Regions from separate parts of the Zea mays genome. Here regions 2 and 3 are each linked to region 1. Evidence: chromatin contacts called from public Hi-C data. All regions are on one chromosome and are shown on one strand. The core of a region is the stretch at or near the end of the contact, and the rest is flanking DNA. Distances in the headings are between cores, read along the strand shown. Region 1 holds the start of LOC100284990 (ATOZI1). Region 2 overlaps LOC103629388. Region 3 has its middle 44 kb from the start of TRNAD-GUC.

Region 1 (3,435 bases), core at 225-2,724:
GGGTATAGATAAAATACTTTACCCGCGGGTATCCAGTGGATACTCGATAAATTAATATACCTCTTTAAGAGCAACTCCAATAGTTATGTAAATTTTAGCTTTCTAAATCACAGATTTAAAAGTTGCTAAATAGCTTTTAGAGTAAAAAAATATGAGTTCTCCAATAGTTGTCTAAATATAGGTTGTAATTTTGTTTTGTATTTATCCACATAAAAAATAAGTCACAAAAACTATATAATGCAGTCAACATTTTTGTTTAGGGAGTTGTTAAATGGTTGCCAAATGTAGAGAGAAAATGAGGTTAGATGACAAGTTGTTAAATTTAGAAAGTTCATTTAGAGAACTGTTGGAGAATAGTTTTCATATTAACTACCTAAATTATTGATTTAGGAAGTCTTTTAGAGAATTATTGGAGTTGCTCTAAATATGCTACATCCACTAAAAATTAAGACCTATAAAAAATGGAGCCAAAAAATACACACTAATCATGGCTTGCTGCATGCTGCTACTTCACCATGGGCACATGCACGACCACAGGTTGCTGGTGCTAGCAGCTGGCTGCTTCAGTACTGCTAATTTAAATCTATTGGATGTGATAATTATGAGTTGAGATACTATATGAACGTGTAGCCAAATATAGTCATTCTCGTGTTGCACTAGTGCTTAAATGGAAACTAAAATATCTTATGCATTTATTATAACACTGACCGAATATTATTTAGTCTACAATAACATATCCAATAGATACTCGATACCCGGTGGATACCCGATGGGCATGGGTACGGGTACAGTTTTTCACCCGATTGACTTGATGTGTATGGATATTTGTAGAAGTCTCGGGTACAATTTCGGGTTAGGTATTATTATACCCGAACAAAATCCGACCCGCTGCCATCTCTACTATTGTTGGAGAGGTTGCGGAGGCTACCATTCGCTATATTTACCGGACAGAACTCTTTACAGAATGTTCACTAAACCAAATCATATACAGAGGTTTGACCTCTTTTTGTTTCAAAGGAAAGCTGAAACAAACAATGTTCGTTAAACCAAATCACGAAAAAAAACTCGTGATCTTTTGTCAAAGAAAACAAAACAAAGATGCGTGTAGGCAGATTTTGTACTGTGCGCCTTGCTCCTCAAAAATAAATAAATGCGTTCTAGCTGACGTCAGCGACTTAGGCATCCCGCGGAGACGCGGACTGGGACCTCACGAAAGCTTTTCTGCCGGCGTAGTCAGCTTGGGCTGGACCTTAACCTGGACCTCACGAGAACCCGCGGCTCCCGCCATGGCCGGCTCGGATCCTCTCGCGCATCCAGGTCACCTGCCTCCACGCCTGCCCGGCAGCCGCGTCCTCCACGCGTGCTCCAAGTCAAAATAGGTGATGGAGAGCATTCTTCCAGTAATTCATTTGGGCCTTAAAATAGCCTGTCGTTTTGGGCCACAAGGCTGGAAGCAATCCCTTACTAAGGGCCCACGTTGGCCCGCCCGGCCCGGAGGCCTGGTGCACGGCCACGGCGACCCCAGTCAGTGTGAGATCCGAAAGACCGGCCGCCGCCGCCCACCGGGTCATCGCCATTCGCCACAAAGCCATTTGAACCCCCCACGTCTCCTCGCCTCGTTCCCCATTTGCTGCGTCTCCTTGCCCGCGCCGCCGCTCGCCGTTTGCCCCTCGTCTCCGCACCGCGCGCTGTTGGTAATTCCTCCGCCCCCTGCTCCCATTGGTTTCCGCCGGTTCGCTCCCCTCACCAGGCATCGGGGGTCTTCTCTGATCTAATCTCTGGTAGCTGCGGACGACGACTCATGTGTCGGGTATTGCCCTCTTGGGGCCGTGGGAATCAGACGACTAGATCTGTGCGGATCCGACCGATTGGGGCGCGGCGCGGGCATCCGGAACTTCACCTCGCGTGCTTACGCTGACGGCGGCGGCCCTCTGTATTTTACTGGGTTGGAGATCCGTCCATCCCAACTTGAGTCGATTTATGTCTGATTTCTTTTGTTGCTCGTGTAGGCGAACGGACGGAAATTTGGGTGGGGAGAAATTTTCGCTTTTTAATGGTCTTAGCTATATAGATATGGATGTTTGTCGTGGTTTGAATTGCACCGTACACATTACACATGACACTGTCACTGTAATTCTGGTGAGAGAGATTCGTATTGACGCATGTTTTTGAAGAAAGATTGTGGATGTAATGTTAATGTGGGATGGAGGTCACTTCAAGTATGGCGAGATTCATATTAACACTGTCACTTTTAAGCCCAGTGACTTTCTTATTTACACTTTCATTGAAGCTTTTATGTTAATCATTCATGGTTTGAAATGTTCCCATGCATATGCCGCTGTTACTGTAAGACTAATAGTAACACTTGTTTCATGAAGATGGATACTGGATATAATATACTGGTAACATAACCTGCTACGGATTCGGGGTTCACTCGTTTGTTGCTGGAAAAAAACTGTTTGTCTTTCTGCTAACAATGAAATGTTATAGCTTCCCCGGGCTTTTGTGTTGGCGATTTATCTGTTGCTAGGCTATATGTTCTGTTTATTTGTGTTATTTGTGAGGAACAGTCTATAGGTTTGCCTTGTCTACAATGCATCTGCATATGTTAGTCATTTATTCATGATTCCATTATTTATCAGACCTGATAGTCTGTACTTCAGTCCATCCTTGTGCAGCAAAAATGACGGCTGGCTACATTGTTGGCTCACTGGTCGGATCCTTTGCCATTGCATACCTGTGTGACACATTTATCTCTGACAAGAAGGCATTTGGAGGTTAGTGTCATCCTCAATAGATTTATGTTTGATATCTGTGCTTCAACCCTGTAGATTTGGATTTGATCTGGATCAGCCTTTGCGGGCACATAGGTAGCACCCCCAAGACTGTTTCTGAGAAGGAGTGGTGGCAAGCCACAGACACCAAGTTCCAGGCCTGGCCTCGCACTGCTGGGCCACCGGTTGTCATGAACCCCATCAGCCGCCAGAACTTCATCGTCAAGTCCACTGAGTAGGTTTGGGCTGGAGAAGCTGGTTCTGCGACTTGGTGCCGCCATGAAGCCAGAGTTCCTTTTCTAAGGTCTTAATCAATTGTAATAAAACGAAATACAGTCAGGATTTTTTTGTGATTTTTACTTGATCTGTGAGCGAACACTGGGTCTTTCACCTTGTCATCCAATGGGTTCTGCTCCTTGGTGAAATCTCCCACCAGCCAGTAAAGAACTGGGTTGTTTTCATAATATATGCTTTTGCTACGCAGCCTCTGCTGTTGTAAGGAATTGCATTGTTATCTTATATCACTGTATGGTGATGTTTAACTAGTTTGTTGATGTGCCGCTTGTGGTTGTGGTTTCCTGTAGGCTGTTATGCCAATCTAACTCTTGGCTCATTTAGTACTATACTGGTCAAATTCTTATGAATCAAAACACCGGTCATC
Region 2 (3,346 bases), core at 69-2,568, 220 kb after region 1:
GCGCTACATCAACACCAAGGATCAGCTTGCAGACCTGCTCACCAAGCCCCTTGGGAAGATCAAGTTTGTTGAGCTTTGCTCCAGGTCTGGGATGGCCCAACTTTCTCACAAGACGACGCCCAAGACTTAGGGGGAGAATGATGAAATAAGTCTTGAGCATCTAGAGGACAACAATCGCTTTTGACTGTCCTCTGTAGTCCTTGAGCATCTAGAGGACAACAGTCGCTTTTGACTGTCCTCTGTAGTCCTTTAGCATCTAGAGGACAGCTTGACTGTCCTCTGTAGTCTCTTTAGCATCTAGAGGACAGCAGTCGCTTTTGACTGTCCTCTGTAGTCTCTTTAGCATCTATAGGACAATCCTGTTGTGTAGTGTGTGAGAAGGTGTGGTAGTGCAGCCTCTAGGGCTATAAATACGGGTCTCCAACCCTTAGATGGGTATGGCATTGTGTAGTGTTTGAGAAAATAAACAGAAAATTGCCCCAACTCATAGTGTCATCCTCTTGATGAGAGTTAGAGTCCCTCTACTTACAATGGAGACCAAGAGCCTGGAAGCGCTCGTTAAGGCCTCTGACAATGTTGAGGACTAAAGTCCGATCAGAAACAGGTTCGCCGAGATCACGCAGATCTTCGACGAGTTTTTTGTAGCGGCGACAGTATTCGGCGACCGGGAGATCGCCTTGGGAGAAGGAGCGGAATTCTTGGTCGGCATAGAGAGCACGTGTGGTGCGGTTTCCTAGGAACTGGGACTCTATAGATAGCAGAGGGTGCGGGTAGAGGTGCCGCGCTGAGAGATGATGTCAGCGAGGGCATCGGTAAGGGTGCCAAGAAGCCAAGTGCGGACGACGGCATTCATGCGAATCCAATCAGGTGACTCGAAACAGAATCGGAGAGGACGTGGCATTCCAGAGAAAATTTGGTGAGGGTGAGAAAGAAAGATTCGGACCAGCGGGCGTAAAAAGTGGAGTTGGTGTCAAGGAGTAGAGGGACAAGAGCCCGGATGTTGGTTACTGCAACAACCTGGGCGTGGAGATTTAGCAGCGCGGCTGCCTCATGGTGGAGAAGAGCAGCATGCCGAGTTGCAGGTGGGATGTCGTCGTCAACGTGAGTGCCAGACGAACGAGTGTCCTCCTCCGGCTGGGGAGGAGCAGCAGTAGCGCGCTCCCTGGTGGCGCGCTCTTGGGTAGCGCAAACGCGGGCTTCAGCTGCGTCGCGTTCCTGCTGGGCAAGCGCGGCCTCGTGGTCGGCATCAGCCGCGCGCGCAAGGGCAGCCTGACGGGCGGACAGAGCTCGTCGCTCGTCCTCTTCCTTGGCGGCGCGAAGATCGGCGCCTGAGGAAGTGTCGGCGATGTTGGGGTGCTGAAGCACGTCGGAGCCGGAGACAGCGTCGAGGGGCGACGCAGGGAGGCCGGACATGGCAGCGCCGAGTGGTGGGCGCGCGCTGAGGCGGAAGCGAAAAAAAGGGGAAAGGATCGGTCGGTAGACCTAGGTCTGTGATACCATGTGAGTGAGCAGGATTGAGGAAGAACTATTGTATATTGAATGAGGGCAGACTGTGTACATATATATTGGAGAGGAGGAAGAGAGGTAAAAGGAAACCCCTATGTCTATGGAAGCTAATAATATACAGGATCAATCAGATCCAGACTCCTCTCCCTAATTTCCTCTATCTATAATAGTAGTGGCCGACCGGCACAGGGTTGCCAGGCTCAGGCCCTTCCATATGTAGCAGATTCTCTAACATTTTCTATCGGCAAGCTTGGTTCAACATTCTCATAACAGTCGGCCTCCAGAACCTTTCTCCCCAACATGACACTTCTTCCTTTGATGAATGGTGGGAAGGAACAAACAAGGCTCTTGTTGGACCAATGCAAAAGGACTCAATTTTCTCGCAAATGCAATAGGGCTTCAAAAGATGTGTAGGGATACGACCTTGAGTGGTTCCCAACCCTAGCCAGGTTGTGTGTGTGGTGTGGTCCTTTTTTGGGGGTTTCATACCCTTGTGTTGTACTATCTTCTCTTCCCTAAATGAAATGTCATGCAATTTTCTTGCGCGTTCGAGAAAAAAATCATTATAAACTGTAGTTCTACTAGTTAAGTTAAAATAAGGTTCTTCTTTAACACTTGTGATGGTATCTTAATTGGGTAATAATAGTTCTGTTCCCATGCAAATAATTTTCTTGCTAATGTTGTTCATGTCTCATTGATATTGTTTTTTGTCCTTATTTTGTGTTGTTAAAAAGACACTATCGTCATCCAAGGCAGTTGATGTTACTAATTACGCGGTTGGAGTTCTTAATGGCAACTTGGTAAGTAATGACAGCTTATGTGTTCTTTTGTTTTTGCTGGCTACTGTAGCCTAGGGAATTGTGGCATTGCACATTTAGGATATATGTGGCAGAAATAGTGACGTAAATTATAAATGTCCTAAATGTTTGATACTGCTTATTTTGGCTCTATTAGTATATTTCAGGGACAATCTAGCTTCTTGCCTGCGTATTAAGGTGCTGCCTTCCTATCCAATATGAAAAAAAGTAATAAGCCCCTGGGTTATGTAACTTATGATTGCTTTTAAGTTCTTACACATTTTATATTGTGCCCATAGCCCCATACCCATGTTGAAATATAATTATGCCCATACACATGCTAAAATATTTTGTTGTTGGGATATGGCCAGTACTTGTTTGTTACTTCTGGTTGACTCTATTCCCCTAAACACTCCCTTTCCCTCAAGGTACCCCCACAGTTCTAGCGATACTGGGTTTGTGGCCTAACTAGCTTGTCATTTATGTCTAGCAATTGTAACCCAAAAGTTGAATCCATTTTGATTATTAGTTTGCCATTAGAGAGAACTTGCTGGCCGGTAGCCTAGTAGCCTACTAGGAAACATTGGTTAATTACTAGCATTAGATGTTTATTTTGTATCATGTTCTTGGGGTTCAATTTCTTGCCTTATTTTACAGGTCCATTTGAATCATATTGATGCAGTGGTGCAAATGCGACCATCAATGTCACATATTATTTCTGGCCGAGCACATACTAGGCAGGCTTCACAACCCCGGGAAATGAATGGGGGAGCTAGTACCTCGATGGATTCATCTCATAAGGTGCTGCAACACTCCGTCATATTTAGTACTAGTTGTTGCTCTTGAGGTTTACTGACTTAAGTTACGAAATCCACTGGTTAGATGTTTTCTTCTGCATTGTAGCCCTTATTCAGCATTGTCTAATACCTGGGTTGATTATTTATTTAAAACATCTGGAGTCTAATTGCCTGTAATTATGAGCCGGATCTTATGTTTGCATGGCATAAGGGTTACTCATAACTTGTTTTTTTTTTTCTGCAACG
Region 3 (3,431 bases), core at 95-2,594, 260 kb before region 1:
AATGTTCACAATAAAGATCATTTTAATGAATAACATGGTGGTAATGGGAGATTCAAATTTAGTCTTGAACTTTTAATACTAGAAATGTGATTTGTGGTTCAGAAATAGGAAATAGACGAGGGGACCTCTGATTATTTAATGGATTGAATTAATTATTATTGTGTTAGGAAGCATTTGTTTAAAAAGGGTGATAAAGTAGTTAACCTAAATTATACCTTGCATCTATGCCAAGATTTGTTTTGTGCATTCACACTTGAATTTGCCAACCAAAAATCCATATTTGAATTTGAAATATGGAATAGAAAATAAAACCAGAAAACAAAAAAAGGAAAAGAGAAACTCACCTGTTGCCGCATGGGCGAATTGACCTGGCCGCGGCCCAACATACAGTGCCGCCCGCCAAACCCACCCTCTCTGCCGGCCCACTGCCACATGCGCGTTCAGCCCAGTCCTAGGGCACCGACGAGCAGGTCCCGCAGCCAGTTTTTTCCTCTCGCGCTCGCGCCGGCACCGACCGTGGGTCCCAGGTGACAGTTCCATCTCCTTCCCCCTATTTTCTCGGTAACAAACCCGGTGTCCTGCTGGCCGCAACAAACTCCCCCCTGATTCGCGCTGATCTCGGGGTCGGGCCGGCCAAGCGTGTCCTCACCCCGCGGCTATAAAACTCGAGCCCCCCGTGACCTCCTCGCCCATCAAACCGAAGACCGAGCCATTTAACAAAGTCAACGGGTTTGAGAACACCAGGGCAAATGGGAGTTGAAGCTACCACAGGGGAAACTGACCGTGCGGCGACTGCGTGCCATTGATGGGAATCAAGGGCTTGCGCGTGTGCATGTGGAAGGCATCCGTGGCATCACTAGGTTGGGGGGGAGCCTCGCTGTCGCCGAAATTATTCGTCGCCGCATACACTGTCGTCGTGGGGTGTTGTGGATCATAGCCAGCTCGTTCGCATGCTTCATTGTAGGTAAGCCTCTGCCCATGCTGCTAGGTTCTCCCTCCGCTTTGTGTGGCTCGGGTAAGCGTAGATGTTGAGGCACTGGGGGTCTGGAGCACCTGGCTCTAGCGGGTGCGCCGCTGGGGTGGAAGCGCGCCGCCGCCTCATTGCGGCTCGGGGCAGGGGTGATGCGCCAAACCGTTGATCAGTGATCTTAGGGCTTGGGGTAGGTACCGGCGTTGGGCCGTTGATGCCCCAGTGGGTGGTTCAGATTAGAGTTAAGACATACCTCCTCGTGAATTAAATCTGGGACGTTGAGTTTGATCGAAGGGATGTGGGTTGAGCAGAGAGTGGAAGCATCCGGACCGTTGATCCATCGTTTGGCGCTCGAGTATTGATCTAGGGTGTTTTAAATCCTGGCTATCGAGTGTGGATCGGACGGCAGAGACTTTGTACCGGTTCAGGGTAGATGCCATCTAATCAACACCGTTCAAATCGGATCGACTGGCTGAGATCAGCCAATACCCCTTTGGCTCAGCTTTATTGCATAAGAGACCCTAAAGAATCTTGAAACTAACCCGCCGTCCCCAGTAGTTCAAAGAAACTAATAGTTTGGTCCTCGACTAAATATTAAATTACAAAGTAGTCCCTGAAATTTGTAGAAACACCCCTGGAAGCTATTTCGGGTATAAAATAAATATTAAACTGTCTAGAAACTTGGAGAATTCATAACTTTTGAATTATAACTCCGATTTGATTCGTTCAAATTGCGTTAGCTTCATAATAAAATTATCTATGCATCAACAATGCTGATTATGGCATCTCACATACTTGTATAATTAGAAATTTATTTAGCTTATGTTTGCTCAACTAAACTTTTAATAAAGGTTGTAATTTGACCAAGATAAGATTTATAATCAAGTGGTGACCTGTAATAATTCAGTTATATCTGTTTAATATATCTTTCACATGGTTTATATTAACATGGACATTATTTTACTATTTAACTTCGGAAAGTCATATATTTATAATCGTAACTCCGATTCTAGTGGTTCTTGATCCCACGACCTCGTAACAGCGCGTAGAATATTCTTACGTTGTTTGTTCTCATGTTTGGTGTACTATTATTTTTATGTACTCCATGTCTATTTGTATGTATTGCTATGAATAGCGGTGAGGTCACGAGAAACTTGAAGACTAGCTTGGAGAAGTACCTAGGAATCTCAAGTCTAAGGCTAGTTGTGCCCTTGATCACTCTTCTTTACCTAATAATGTTCCTGTTAATCATTGTGACATGCTCAGGTTAATTTGATGGGACCTAATAGGTTTCCCTAGTATTGTTTATCCACACGTTGCAAACAGATGAACTATTGGGTAGATTTGCTATTGTTCTACCTGGTTTTGGGAAACTAATGTTTTATTATGATCATGTTCCAATTATGTTTTTGTTTTAATTATTATTCATGATAAGATCATCATGTTAATTGGAACATGGAGAACCACTCGGGAAAATAGTGCTAACACAAGGGTGGAATGGGACGCCCTTGGCCATGTAATTAGGAAAGCTAGTGAGAGATTAACTTACCCGGAAGGGGCAAGCGGGGAGGCGTCGCTGCTAGAGTACAGAAAGGTCCTCGGGTCAAACTGTTTGTAAAGCTTTTCGGACGAGGGATTCCTATGCTTCCTTCGTCCTGAATCCGTAGCGGGTTTTCTCGAACTAGTGGAACTTTGGAAAGGCCGCATAGTGCTACCCTGCCTCGCCTCCTCGGTAGAGGTGTATGGGGTCCGATAAAAGTGAATCCCTTGGCAAATGGGTAACACAACTTATGGGTAAAGATGCGCAACCTCTGCAGAGTGTAAAACTGGTATATCAGTCATGCTCACGGTCATGAGAGGCTCGGACACTCACATGATTAACTTTTGAAATTAAACTCAATTTGTCATTTGCATTGCATTGTGGGTGTTGTTATTTGTTGGTCACTTGTTCTCAAATGCTATTAATCAAGAACAAGGCAACACAATTGTTGATGGTTAAATACCTTCGTCCTTCGAAGCATTATTTCCTCTCGGATATAATGATCTTCAGACGAAGGTCATGAAGGACATGCCTTCATCATTTCAGCATATAAATGTAAATGTAAATAAGAAAATAAAGGAACACAAAGGAATAAAGGGAATAATAATTACGTATCAATAATCTATTTGTTCTTGTGTTCCATAAACATGAATAAACATTAATAGGCACGGTGTTACTGTTCATCTATTTATAGGCACGGGACGCAACCCGGATAAAAGTACATTTATGTCCCTGGTAACTATGTATAATCTTAACATGAATTATTGAGGACTGTATGGTCTTTAGCCTCTTTCAGTCATCATCATACTTGAGCTTCGTCAACATGTCCAGCCGAAGTCCCTTGGCTTCTAGCTTCGTCGCCCATTCTTTATTTCCCTTTGTTCTATCATAAGAGAGGTCCTCCATTCCAAAGCCGAAGCT

The links. Hi-C and Micro-C count contacts between places; a contact is called where the count stands out from the background.
Region 2: a Hi-C map of endosperm shows a contact between it and region 1, with 1.8 times the contacts expected there. The contact joins the enhancer-like site here to the promoter of LOC100284990 in region 1.
Region 3: a contact with region 1 is called in a Hi-C map of ear, with 2.8 times the contacts expected there. The contact joins the enhancer-like site here to the promoter of LOC100284990 in region 1. A contact is called at or near these places in 3 of 25 Hi-C or Micro-C datasets (ear, endosperm and tassel).

What each region holds. Positions count from the first base shown.
Region 1 is chr6:68,155,409-68,158,843 of Zm-B73-REFERENCE-NAM-5.0, forward strand. LOC100284990 (ATOZI1) reads left to right here and starts at 1,475. Exons shown (of 3, transcript NM_001157885.1): 1 at 1,475-1,694; 2 at 2,664-2,777; 3 at 2,871-3,330. The coding sequence starts at 2,684. The coding sequence ends at 3,013.
Region 2 is chr6:68,376,658-68,380,003 of Zm-B73-REFERENCE-NAM-5.0, forward strand. LOC103629388 reads left to right here. Exons shown (of 13, transcript XM_008650525.4): 4 at 2,241-2,306; 5 at 2,961-3,104. Among protein-coding and RNA genes, the nearest start is that of LOC103629388, 14 kb to the left of the region's middle. Within about 2 kb of position 1,319, at least 1 of the 20 cell types and tissues checked has an H3K27ac peak or open chromatin away from gene starts, as enhancers often do. A contact at or near this core is called in endosperm, where this site is marked.
Region 3 is chr6:67,900,392-67,903,822 of Zm-B73-REFERENCE-NAM-5.0, forward strand. No RefSeq gene overlaps it. Among protein-coding and RNA genes, the nearest start is that of TRNAD-GUC, 44 kb to the left of the region's middle. Within about 2 kb of position 1,345, at least 20 of the 20 cell types and tissues checked have an H3K27ac peak or open chromatin away from gene starts, as enhancers often do. A contact at or near this core is called in ear, endosperm and tassel, where this site is marked.